2 separate regions of the Drosophila melanogaster genome follow, and region 2 is linked to region 1. A link is a contact called in public Hi-C data. All regions are on one chromosome and are shown on one strand. The core of a region is the stretch at or near the end of the contact, and the rest is flanking DNA. Distances in the headings are between cores, read along the strand shown. Region 1 holds the start of lncRNA:CR44133 (long non-coding RNA:CR44133). Region 2 overlaps Dad (Daughters against dpp).

Region 1 (2,834 bases), core at 101-2,600:
CCCCGCATGGGTGACCCGCACCCTGTGGCCAGGGCCTCCTCCTCTCCCTACTGGCTGGGTCGGATCTTGGTCTGCCCGGCGAGGCGCCGACTTAAAGTTTTCCGCCAGGTTATTTACCTCCTTATCTCGCCAGCATTGTTTTCGCCTCGTCACCCGCTCCTTGCTTCTGATTCGTCTGGTTTTATCAATGTTTCTGTTTGCAATATGTTTGTTCTCAGCTTTTTGTTATTGTTTCTTGATTACTGGTTCTCTTATCACGACGCGTGACGTCATAAGAGCCGGCATTTTGCTATTAGATAGGAATATCTTTACATTTTTTTATCGTTTTTTTTTGGAAACGTGCTTGCTTTTTAGTTTTTTAAAATTACCAGACTCTTTGGCATTTCCCTGGTGGGAAATAAACTTCATCATAAACTTCATCGAAAGGGGGGGTGTGTAGGGAGAATAGTAGGAGTGCCATAGATAGGCAAGGTCGTCTGCCAGGCTTTGTTATCGGTTTGGTTTAATGTAGATCAGTCTCTATTTATTGAGCGCAAAAAAAATGTTATATCTTTCATAAACCATCTTTACTAAACCGGAAAATATCTTAGATATAAAAGAGAAAAGTGGGATTTATATTAGGAACTTATATTTTTGATTTAGAAAAAGATTAGTTTGGAAGAGCTTGTATCTTTGAGAAATAATTAGAAATTGGGTATTTACAGGATTGGATCTGGGGGAATTTATATATATTTTTTTTTAGTAAGTTGGTTAAAGATCCTTTCTCTACTGTTTGGTAAGCATTCGAAACAGGAACTTATGTACATTCCGCTATAGTGGCCAGATTCCGAATGCTGTCGTCACCAAATCAAATCTGGCCAAAGCAGGCCAGATGATAAGGACCTATGGCATATACTCACCAAGTCGGAGAGCGAGAGTTGCCCCGATAAGGATAGTCGCGCGACCGACGCGTGATGCAACTTAATCAAATCGTGTTTTGGTATCGCCCACCCTGCCTCTCGCTCTATCTGTGCCAGCGTCCTGCTCGCTCCCGTGTGGCGTCCATGCGGCGGAGATGGCGCCTGTGGGGCTGGCAATCGTGGAATCGGAATCGGGCCCGGCTCAGATAGCCATATCTTGGCGGCGTCCAATCAGCGGAACCGGCGACAGCCAAACTACGCCAAAGTACCGAGTACACGGCGCAATGAGTTCGACGGTTGCGTCGCCGATAATAAGTACAATCGTTACTTTGCTGTTGTTGCGTTTTTGAAAAGGTGATATGAAATGTGCTCTGATAAGTTTTAATCAAGAATATTTTACTCGCATTGCTTTGGGTGGCTCCCGGCCGAGTAGCATTTGAAAAGTTGTAGTAGTAGGTCGGAGCTCGGATGCGGGTCTGGTCGGGTCCACTCCCAACCGAACCCATCCCGTGCCATCCCATCCTATCGATTGCATCCGGCACACCGGTGCGGATTCGTGGGTCGTGTCCCGGCGATTATCACCGTGATCTGTTGGGCGTGAAACCGAAGAAAACCCTTTGAGCGTGGAAAAATGTGAGGAAAGTTGCGCCGGCGCAAGGGAAATCCTTCAAACGTGTGTTTAACCACAAAAGCGACGTGAGTTTAACCAACATAATCGACGGTTGGGCGCCCGGAAAAGCCACCACCCGCCTCCTCATCGTTCCCCGAAAGAGTTGTGATCCGTCGGCGTGACCTGTGTGACACTTTCATTTGCCGGGTTAACGCCCCCTCAAAGTCCGGACAGTATCGAAACCGAAAATTTAACGCTTGCTTAGCGCCTGAGATCGCCAGATGCCCAGATGTCCGCGGCTCGGTCATCATCGATGAAAACCACATGGGCCGAACGAACGCCCCTCATAATGAGCGCAACGGATCCGAGCACTCGATTCTGGACCTAGCCACAATGGATTTTCAATCGCTGTCGGAATATGCATGGGAATCTGGCCATGGACAACTTGGTAAGTTTCACCAGACGATTTGTTGGCCTTCGGGGGAAGTTGCTCTCAATTGTCTTAACTAACATAAATAATACTAATGGAATGTTGCATATGTGCTAAATGAAGCTACATATGTACATAAATAAATGTCACATAATGTTTAGTCACAACTCTTGGGAAGACATAGTGTACGTATTATTATGAGTCATTGTATTCATTTTTTGCAAACAGTCATGATTTTAATGAGTTTTAGGCTTAAAATGGTTTCTAAGAATAAATATTTCAGTTCAAGTCGCAGTAAGATTATTAAATGTTGTGGAATGCATCCAAGCAAAAAGTGTCTAAGAAAATTTAAGGAATTGAAAAGGGACCGACAGGGAAAAGTAGGGAAAATTATGTCGATTACGAGAAACCAGCATGACGATCAACGAACCCAAAAAGCACAAAACTCCGGATCCCGTCCAGCCAAGGGGTGGGGCATTGCCTTACAGCTCCAGGCAGTGGCACCCAGCAAGTGCCCATATGCGTGCCCGAGTATATATTTTATATATATGTATGTGTATATATATATAAATATATAAGGAGGTTGAAACGACTGAAAAACAAAATGCGAGTCCAAACGATGGGTCCCGTTCCATGGTACCGCTGCCGATCCACTTGGCCCTGCGGTCGTTGAGTTGTGGCGACGACAACAACGAGGCCTTATCAACATCGACTTGTATGTATATGTATAATATATGTATGTGGGGAAAAAATGAAAAGAAAAAATTATTCAAGAAAAATAAGCATTTAAGAAAAGAATTTCAAAACAAATGAAATAAATGTAGTGGGGCCTTATACTATGTACCCATAAATTCATTGCTATACACACATGACTTCCTGCCATAGGTCAGCCATA
Region 2 (2,834 bases), core at 207-2,706, 1.1 Mb after region 1:
ATGTCCCCCAGTGGGGCTGCCTGATATGCAAAGATTATTTATTTTTATATCGCCGCGCTGATGTTTGGCTTGCTTACGCTTACGCCTGGGTTTGTTTCGACTGCCTATTCTTTCTTTGTGGTTTTTAGTTTTTCTGGCCTTTATTTTTGTTTGGCTTTGTTGCTCTCTCTCTCTGTTTTTGTTTCGCTTTATTTGCTGCTCAAATATTCAAACACTAGTATGTATTAGTTTTGCGAACCATGATCTCATCCTATATGCGCCCCGACTAGAAGACGCGCATTTATAACTCGAAGTTTTCGTTAATTCGAAAGGGTTTGTAATCATACACGTTGCTGTCCGAAATGAAACTTGGTAAAAGTGCATTAGGCCGATAAGGTTGAGATAAGAATTTTCATATGGTTTAGTCAGCCAAACTATTTCATTAACATGGTCAATTTACTTGATAACATTTCGAATTTTTAAACTACCGCAAATTCATGCATTTCGATTGAATCGAGTTATTGATAATGGCATTGTAGAGTTCTTTACCTTTAACTCTTTCTAGCAGGTTATGTTAGTGTGATCTTAAAAGAGCAATAAATAAATAGCTTAATGTGCTGTTATACAAATTTGTTATATAAAATGTATCAGTCTTCAACATCTTATAGCGTACTAATATTTCTAAGACTATGGAGATTTTACTTGTTTATCATGCATCTATTACAAAACTAATAATACCATTCATACAAGTGTACCGTATGTATGTACGTATCTCCAAGATATCTAAAACTATCCCCTCTCTTGTCTACCATTTTAGAATCCCCAACACCGCCGTACCAACGCTCAAAAATGCTGAGACTGAAAGATGCAGGTAAGCCGGCTTTTCCATATACATTTTCGATCCGGGTGTATTAATCAACAAAACCAAATCTTGCAGATTTCGAAGAAGACTCGCAGAACGATGCAAAGTCGGCAGCGCTCAGCACGTGGAGTGCCGAAAGCACCAGCATTTCGAACATCTACAAGCCGGCTCTCTACGAGTCGGTTACCACTGATGGAAAAGGTGAGTTTTGTGCCCCAAAATCCCACTCTCTTTTGCCTCTCCCCCGCTTATCAGGCGATTGGGAGAGAGCACATAAAAAAAATCCATTTTCATTTGTGGAATAAATTCGAGGTATTCGAGGCATACATATTTCATTTTGAATCAAACATCACAACACTGCCTTAATAACACAATCTATTTACGATGTTGAAAAATAGTTGATGAACTTACAAACAAACCAAATAAAATGAAAATATATTTCTAAATGATATTGTTTTCCATGTAACGATATTTTTGTTCGGTGTAAGAAAGTGGAAGAGAGCGAAGTGCTGCGATTATTTTGCCGTTTAGGTGTATTGGGGCTGGTGCCCGGTAGTGGTGTGTGTGAGCGGCGCTCTCTCTGGCGGGCCAGTTGTTGTTGTATCGTGGCGCCAGCTTGCCGCGTCAGGTCGTCACTTTCTATATTGATATTAACTTTTAAGCGAAAACAGCAAAAACGAAATGAAAATAAATAATGAGCGAAAAACAAACACGGGCGGCGGCAGGCTGAGCGAGAGAGAGGGAGTGAGCGCGGAGAGCGAGGTGAGTTGGCGCTCTCGATGGCGCCACAATTTTAATGCTAACTTACAAGAGTGCTTGAAAGGGGGTGCAGAGGCGGAGGGGGTACAAGGGGTCCTATGGGGGCTATGATATCATTCACGGCATTACCATTACCCGGCGACTGAGACGGCCCGTGAAACTGAAACTGGCCAGAACTCACACATGCATACACTCATTCGTGTGTGTGTGTATACCATCGTCCATTTAGCTTTTTTATGGCATTGTACTGGCGACGAAACGACGGAAAACTATTACATTTAAATGGACCGTTAAGTTGCGGCTTTACGACGATTGGGTGACAGGCCAGTTAAAAATAGATTGAAATTTCGATTTGATTGATTCCCATCACAATTTTGTCAAATGGACATTGTTGGCATAGTCTTTGAACTGAGAATGATAGTCTCGAACGGCCTTCTCAAGAATTTTGTAATCAATGATGGGATGATGTTTTAAATATTATGATGGTTAATTAGGAAAGCAAAGGTACTTAGATACATCATCAATATAGTATTAGTTGCAGAACGTCGATAAGTACTATGGAATGTTTAAATCGCCCACATAATTTCAGCTTTCTTGAGCAATCGATTCAATTTCGTAATTGCATTACTGCAACTTCATCGCCGTTCGAACTCGGCCGAAATGGAGCACACACAAGTCGGGCATCCGTGTTTCCCCGAAGGCAACACATGTGTGCCACCGACAAACTTACAGGCCACTGCCTCAACCCACACACATGTACACAGATTGAAGATAAAATATTCTAAATTTAAAGATGATGTAGCAGCCCGTGGATTCGGGCATCTAACACAAATGTATGTACATTTATGTACCTACTTACATAAATATTAGCAAGGGGAATCAGCAGCCATGAAGCGGCGCTACGAATTTACAAATGTGTAGTACAGGAAAAACTGCAGTAGGTAGATCTTTCAAGCAGAACCCTCCTCCAGCTTAGAGCTCTAAGTGTATACATAGCAAATTCTCACTGTCACAATCTTTAATTACCAATGTAAATCGCAATGTTTCACGAAATACTTAAATACAATTCAAATGAAATATCTCAATCTAACCATATTAAGACAACAATTCTTAAGAATCATCGATCCATTAAAATTATTCAAATATTTCTATTTCCCATCTTCAATTGAAATGCCAAAATAATTTATTTATTCAAGGCCAATAATTCGGAAAATATGGCACGTTAAGTGTAATA

Evidence for each region. Hi-C and Micro-C count contacts between places; a contact is called where the count stands out from the background.
Region 2: a Hi-C map of the Kc167 cell line shows a contact between it and region 1, with 2.4 times the contacts expected there. A contact is called at or near these places in 3 of 107 Hi-C or Micro-C datasets (the Kc167 cell line, the S2 cell line and embryo) and 1 of 7 datasets of targeted methods (the Kc167 cell line).

The regions. Positions count from the first base shown.
Region 1 is chr3R:15,984,831-15,987,664 of dm6, forward strand. It overlaps lncRNA:CR44133 (long non-coding RNA:CR44133), which reads left to right and starts at 1,351. Exons shown (of 2, transcript NR_074017.1): 1 at 1,351-1,957. It overlaps srp (serpent), which reads left to right and starts at 1,322. Exons shown (of 8, transcript NM_001275690.1): 1 at 1,322-1,957.
Region 2 is chr3R:17,063,920-17,066,753 of dm6, forward strand. Dad (Daughters against dpp) reads left to right here. Exons shown (of 8, transcript NM_057912.4): 4 at 797-850; 5 at 917-1,042. Among named protein-coding and RNA genes, the nearest start is that of Ns1, 7.3 kb to the right of the region's middle.